Linked DNA regions of Rattus norvegicus: region 1 is linked to region 2. The links are chromatin contacts, called in public Hi-C maps. All regions are on one chromosome and are shown on one strand. The core of a region is the stretch at or near the end of the contact, and the rest is flanking DNA. Distances in the headings are between cores, read along the strand shown. Region 1 has its middle 410 kb from the start of Atp6ap1l. Region 2 holds the start of Vcan (versican).

Evidence for each region. Hi-C and Micro-C count contacts between places; a contact is called where the count stands out from the background.
Region 1: a Hi-C map of the A7r5 cell line shows a contact between it and region 2, with 6 times the contacts expected there. The contact joins the enhancer-like site here to the promoter of Vcan in region 2. A contact is called at or near these places in 4 of 12 Hi-C or Micro-C datasets (the A7r5 cell line, the Rat2 cell line, Schwann cells and 1 more) and 1 of 1 datasets of contacts at active chromatin or transcription factors (oligodendrocytes).

Annotation. Positions count from the first base shown.
Region 1 is chr2:23,388,475-23,392,170 of GRCr8, forward strand. No RefSeq gene overlaps it. Among named protein-coding and RNA genes, the nearest start is that of Atp6ap1l, 410 kb to the right of the region's middle. Within about 2 kb of position 2,332, at least 13 of the 93 cell types and tissues checked have an H3K27ac peak or open chromatin away from gene starts, as enhancers often do. A contact at or near this core is called in the A7r5 cell line and Schwann cells, where this site is marked.
Region 2 is chr2:22,593,851-22,597,312 of GRCr8, forward strand. Vcan (versican) reads right to left here and starts at 2,007. Exons shown (of 15, transcript NM_001170558.1): 1 at 1,734-2,007.

The DNA of each region.
Region 1 (3,696 bases), core at 1,082-3,581, 790 kb after region 2:
TCTTGGTTCATTTTTAACCACTTCCATCATCACTAGGACACTCAATATTTAAAGGGCCCAGATGTCCTGCTCTCGGAACAAATGTATCCGATCAACCCAAAGGGCTAGAGTGTCTTCTCTGGGGAGTGGAAATGCTATGTGAGAAAAGTAGCAAACACAGGAAATCTCTGACAAGTGAGTCATGAGGAGGGGACACTCTCAGCATGGGGTGTTCTTGTGGCTCCGTTGGTATTAATTGTGACGACATGCTTACTCATGTCTTGTTCGTGCTTGCCTCTACCATCACTGAGCTCGTGTTACATTCACCCTCATGCACCAAGCCCACCAGAGACACACTGTGCACCGCTCTAACATGAGTGGATTAGTCAAAGAGAATTTACTGTGTTGGCCAGTCTACTCTTCTCTGGGGACTTGTTGCTGTGGCTATCATTGTTTAGACTTTGAAAAAAATGTGCAATGGATTTTCTTTTAAGCCTATGACTAAGAGTTAGAAAAAAGTAACATAAATTTCATATTGTTCAAATTACGAAACCTATCTATGCTTCATTTTTGTAAGGCGCATGAAGATTGCTCTTGGTTCAAAATTTTTCTTCTGACCACAGTAAGCTATTGTGATGATCTGAACATACACATCCTAGGTCACAGGTTACAAGTGGGGACCAATTGAAATGATGCTTGCAGAGCAGGATTTTTGTTTTTCTTTTTTTTTTTTTGCATTCTCTAAAGCATAAAAGTAAACACAAAGCAAGAGAGTAGCTGTGATAATTAGACTTCTGTGGCACTGGGCCTTGAGGTGCCCAGATTTGGGGAAAACATTATTCTAGTTGTGTCTGGGAGATTGGTTCTGGATGAAATTAACATTTGGATCTGTAGACCCAGAAAAGCAATAAAGCAAGAGTCAGAGAAGATTCATCTGGTCTGCTGAAGGCCTGACTGGGCGAGCAAGAACTCCAGAGCACCCATCCTGCTATATGCTGCAGCGTCAGCTGCTTCTCTCAGCCTCTGACTCAGACATAACATTACATCCTCAGCTCTCATGGCTTTTAGGTCTTTACACTCAGATACGAAACCGCGCCACTGTCTCCAGCCGGCAGACTACAGGTTTGTTTCTTGTTTTGATTTTGTTTCTGTCTCTTTATGTGTAAGAAAATGGCTTCCCGTGTAGCCCATGCCATTTTCAAAGTTTTGATAATCCTCCTGCCTTGTCTTCCCAGATGCTGGGATTACTGAACTGTGCTACTATATTTGGCTGTGGCTACAGATCTGGACACTTCTCAGACTGAAGAATTGCGTGTCACAATCCTCTTTGAGAAATCGACTGCTGTGCATATCCTGTTGTCACCATGTGTGTTGAGAAGCTGGACCAGCACATAGTATATGCAGAATAGGCTAATCTTCCACGTGGGTATTTTCAATAATAATAAACAGCCAGTTGTGGCTAGCAAGCGACATTCTAACAATACATACACCCAGTGTTCAGTGTGGAATTTTCATGTAACTCTCCACTACATCCTAAAATCCTTGTGAGGCCTGAGGAGTCTGAGGCAGCATGGGGTGAGCCTAGCAGAAAGAATGCTAACCTTGTTCCTGAGACAGCCCACTTTACACAGTTTACAGTCTCGATTCCTAAAGTGCCACACAGAAGACAAAAGAAATAGAAGCAGGATATTAGATACAAACCAGCATTGTGCATCTGACTTGCACCAGAGTGACAATGTCTTCTGTATCCCCTGTTCATATGCAGAAGATGTTACTGGTCAAGAAATGCCAGTTTTCTAATAATATTACTTTGTTCTGATAATATTAATTTCTCATAATATAACATTAATTAATTCATATTAATAACACATGTTATTCACTATTTTCATTGCCTTTCGTTGATCTAGTTTTCTTTAAGCTTTACTTAAAATGATGCTGTCTTTACATGTTCCAAGGACAGAATAAAATAGACATAGAGCAAAAAGCACAAACTCTGTCGCCAAAAGTAGAGTGCCACAGTCTTTTTGAACTGTAGGCTTCTATTTCTATAATACATTATATCAAACACAGAGAGTACATTCTTGTTCTCAGGGGAAAATAAAGGTCTAGGTTAGCCTGCCCTCTAGTGTGGCTTACTGACTTCTGAGAGGAGAGAGAAAAGAGAGAGAGAGGGGGAGAGAGAGAGAGAGAGAGAGAGAGAGAGAGAGAGAGAGAGAGAGAGAGAATGCATGTCCTAGAAGCTGATTGTGCAATTCAGTTGGAGTGGCAACCTGCCATCATCACCAGCACTCTGCACAGCTTCCTCCTCCTTGGGAGTGACAGACTTCAAGCATTAGGTCACATTTCTAACCCAGTTTTGAGCAGAAACATACTCCAGCCGCGCCCTATGCCTGCTTAAGCCAGTGTCACCATGGGTATCCTTGACCGTGGTTTTTGCCATTCCCTCACATTTCATGATAACATGCAAAGAAACTAATAAGGGACAGACTTCTTACTACAGGAACTCGGGGATTTACAGAGGGCTTCTGACATGGGAAATTAGGTCTGAGAACTGATACTTGTTTAGGCTGATCTCTCTGAAACAGCCTGTCTATGTGCCTCCTTGGCTGGCCCTTCTGAATGTGAGGTACTGCCAAATGGCTCTGAGGCTGTATGTACTCCAGGATCCATGTTACCACTGAAGAAGCATCTTTGAGATTTGCTTTTACTTCTTCACTCAAATTCTGCTCAAAATTAAACTGCCTTGGAGAAGAGTATTTTTAAAAAAAATTATATTCAGCTACACAAAATAGGCCTCCTTTAAAAATTGAGAAACTAATTGCTATTTTGCTTAAACCTAGAAGTGCCTTCATTGTAGATCAACTCTGAAGTTATTTAAACATAGAACTGTAGTACTAAATTTCTAAAGCTTTTTTCAGGATTCCATGCATATGTTCAGTCGGGATGCTCAGAATTCCTGGTTGATGGCAATTTAACCAGTGCCTGACTGTGTTTCGTAACCCACTAGTGCATGTTCTGGAGCCATTTGTCTAAGAATGAGAGTCTTCCATTTCTTTTTTTTTCTTTTTTTTTTTTTTCGGAGCTGGGGACCGAACCCAGGGCCTTGCGGTTGCTAGGCAAGCGCTCTACCACTGAGCCAAATCCCCAACCCCGAGTCTTCCATTTCTAATTTAAAGTCTTCCATTTCTCATAATTTAAAGGAAGTCTAGATGCTAACCTTTATAATAAAAGCAAATGAAACAATAATCTTTAAAATCACCTATAGATGTAAATTAAAGACACTGTATGTGTATATATTGAGTCTACAAAATATATCCTCTTTCTATTGTCAAAGCATTAGTCTACTAAGGCTGCATGTATGGACTGAAGTAACATACAGCCTCTGGAGAACACTGCCATTCACCTTGGGCATCATTTCCTTAATATACAAGACTGAGTTCCGTCACAATAGGCATATGAATATAATTGTCCATTTCTTCCTCTATGGCAGTAATGCAACCAAAGAAAATATACAGCCTTGAGGATTTAACAGTCACAATCAGATGAACGGAAAAGAATTGAGAAGGAGAGACAACACAAAGCCACTGACAGACTTTTAGGAGATAAGATACCCGATGGCAGTTGTCCTGCATTCTGGAGCCTTCACTGTGTCATTTGTGATAAGCATGGCATAGACCAAGTTTAGTCAGAGGTGTCTGATTTTCATCCCCACACTGC
Region 2 (3,462 bases), core at 757-3,256:
CGCTTGTGCTGAATTTCTCCATCAGGGGGAGCCCACACCTACTACAAAACTCCATATTCCTAGACATCTGGGTTCTGCTAGTCCGAAACACCCAACTGCAAGCAGATCTTAAGGAGCGCACCGCCCCCCACCCCTTGCTCCTCCCTCTGGGCCTGCCTCCTTGGACAGAGAAGGAAGGGATTTCACACTAGCCATTCATTTGTCAGCCGTGGGGGAGGGGACGCAAAAGCGGAGAGGAGGTAGAAAGGGACGAGAGAAGACAGAGAAGATGGAGCCAGAGAAAGAGACACAAAGATGAGGGGACACGGAGAGCGAGTCTCCACTGCGGGCGTACTTGCAGCGGTACAGCCCTACAGCCTCGGGGGACATTTCTTCCCCTTGCCTCCGGATCCCGAGAACGCGCAGGACATGCGGAGGCGAACGTAGTTGGATCCGAGAGCAAATAGTTTAGGCTATGACATGATTTTCTTTCCACTATTTCTTCTGTCTAACCCCTGAGCGGTCCACGCCCATTGACACCGAGAACAAACCGAGACAACCGGGATGTCCCGGGTCTGCGGGCATTAGAGAAGTCTCTGCAGTGCCCACGCCTACTCGTGGCACTAGGACTCTCTCAGCCAGGGTGTCCCCGGGGAAAACCGGCACGCACTCTCCGCTAGTGGGTAAAGTTGCTCAACTCAAGTGGAGAAATGGGAGCGGGAGAAGATACAGAAGGGAACTGGGGACTGCTGTAATCCAGGCGAGAAGACTAGACCAATTGGTCCCCAACTCGGGTCCCCACGCCACCTTTGTCTGGAAAGTCTCTGGGTCCTGGTTTGCTGGTAAAGATCGGGGGACAAGTCCTCATTTCGCTTTCCAGAGCGAGGGGGGAAATACTGCACACCCCTCCGGTTCGGGGAAAGCTTTCCCGCCCAGGAGCCTCCCAGACCTCTACGGTGTTCCAACAACCCCACCCCCATCCATTGCGCCTTCCCTGCTGGCTCGGGCGCACCACGCGCAGGACAAAAGAACACAGGGGCAACGCGAGAGAGCTTTGACAGCCCCCAAGTCATCAAAGAAACGCAGCCCCAGGACCCAGCCCAACCCCTGCCAGATAACCCTCCACATTGCCTGAGGGGTGGGGTGTGGGGAGGAACGGTCTTGTCCGCGCAGGTCCGGGGCAGCTAAAGTACCTCGCTACCTTGTCAAGAGCTGCCCAGGGGTGGCTTTCCAGGAACCAGAGATACTGACCACACACCAGGAGCCAGGAAGCCAGGTGGTCTGCCCTAAGGTGGTTTCAGGGGCTTGTATTTGGACAAGTTTGGGGAGTCTCCATTCAAACTTTTGCCTCGACCAGTTTAAAGACAACAAAAATCAAGGTGTGAGGAGTCCCTCCCATTCTTCAAACTCCAGATAGCAGGACTTTTCTAGGATTTCTCTACAAAACTCCTTCCCCCCTATTCCGTTCGTTCTTTTCCTCTACCCCACCCCGGACTTCTTTTGTCTAGAGATTTTTCAGCACCAGGGTCTATCTGAATTCCTCTCTTTAACAAGCCTCTTTCAAAGTTACCTTCACGTTTCAAAGTGCGAACATTTTCTTAACTTCTCCTTAGGGCTAGTCCTCTTGGCTTTAATTAAAGCCCTCCTCCGATTGTAATGTACGTCTTTTCCCCCCACTAAGCTGGGCGGTTTTCGTTTCCCAACAAGTTTTCCTCCCTTTCTTTTAAATGGGGGAACAAAAGAAATGTGATTACCTTGAAAGGCGGCTTACTGCAGTTTGGGGGGGAGATTCACTGCTGAGCTGTGAGAATGGGCTCCGCGTTGCCCCGGCAGATCACATAGGAAGCGCGGTGGCCTGGGGAAGGATGCGGCGAGTGCGGGACAGAGCTGGAGAGGAGGGAGGATGCGCAGCTCGCGGCTGATCCCGGTTCCGGCGCCGGTCCTCAGCACCTAATGCTCGCAGCTGCTGCGCCCGCGCGCCTTGAGTTCTTCACCCAGAAAGGCTCGGGGCAGCTCGCCTGCAAGTTCAAATGCGGGTTGTGACACCCACCGTCATTATATCACTGTACCGTCAGAGCTGAGGAGGAGACTCAGCAAGAAGGAGGAGGGAGAGGAGGAGGGTTCATTCACAGGCTCCTGAAGCGCTCTGCAGCTCCAGCCACTCCAAAGAGCCCTGGCTTGGAAACAGGCGGAGGGGCGGAAAGGAGCTCCCAGAGCCTGCGGTAGGGACCGCCTGCCTCCCTCGCCAGGCACTCCCACCTCTCAGCTTTTCTTCCTGATGAGAAGTACCAATCGGCTGGGGGGGAAATCCGTGCTCCTCATTCGGCGACTCGGTACCACCTCGCTGTGCAGTCTTAAACAACTGCCTTCCCAGCCTTCCCCACCCGACCCCCCTCTTCCCCGCCCTGCGCTGCTACTTCTGAATTAGGGGGAGGGAGTCCCCAGCCTCTGGTGCGGCCCGCAAGCATGGAGCAATTAAGTATGGTCAGTTCTTAGTAGCGGACCGGACTATATAAAATCAGCCAAGAACTTGCATATAATGTGTTTTTGTGACCACGGAGCTTGTTCATCCCACCAGAAGAGGTGTCAGGATCAACGCTCCTGCCAACCTGAAAGAGATACTGAGAAAGTGAGATCCGAGCCCCAGGGAGACGCAAAAGCATTTCGTGGCTGCTCTCCCTAGGAAACTGCCCAATGGGGAGCCCGCGGCATCAGGCCCTACACAAAGACCCTGGCAATAAAGGACTGGACAGGAAATCCCCCCAGGCAACCCCTTGTCCCATTCAAAGAGAATCCTTTCTCTGACACAAATCCGCATCTTTCCTTAAATGTACTTCGCTTCCTTCCTTCTTCCACCCCTCTGTCACAGGATCTCTTGGAGAATTTTCTGCCTAATTCAGATTTCTTAGACTTATCAATGTTTCCATTTTGTCAGTAAACCGAATCTTTCATGTTCGCATTTTTTTTCCTACTCAGGCTTGTCCATAGATGTAAACAACATCAATATAGAGAAGCATACCCTTCACTGAATCACAAAAGACTCCATTAGGGCCTTAAAGAGCAAAGGGTCAAACAGTTAATACAAAGGATTTCTGCCCCTCAGAAAAGGGTGACTTTGAATTTTCTGTTACTTTGAAGTCTAGTATGATTTTATGCAGAGAGGACAAAGTAAGTTCGAAAGACATGTCAAAGTAACTCTCCGGGTACTGAAACAATTACAAACTTCTCCTCCTACACCAATATGGAAATATCCTTGTAATTATTGGCTCTGGATGTTTTGCTTAGAAAATTACATCAAGCACAGGGCTTGAGAAACGGTAGTGATTAACGCAGAAAGTTTGTCTTTACTCTGGATTTCTTTAATTAGATTGGCTACAACCACAGTTGTAAACTCATAACCTAGACTCCTCAGCATGTGGATTTTTTCCCCAAAGGTTTATAGATCCAATATAATGATAGATCTTAAGTGACAAACTTGTGGTA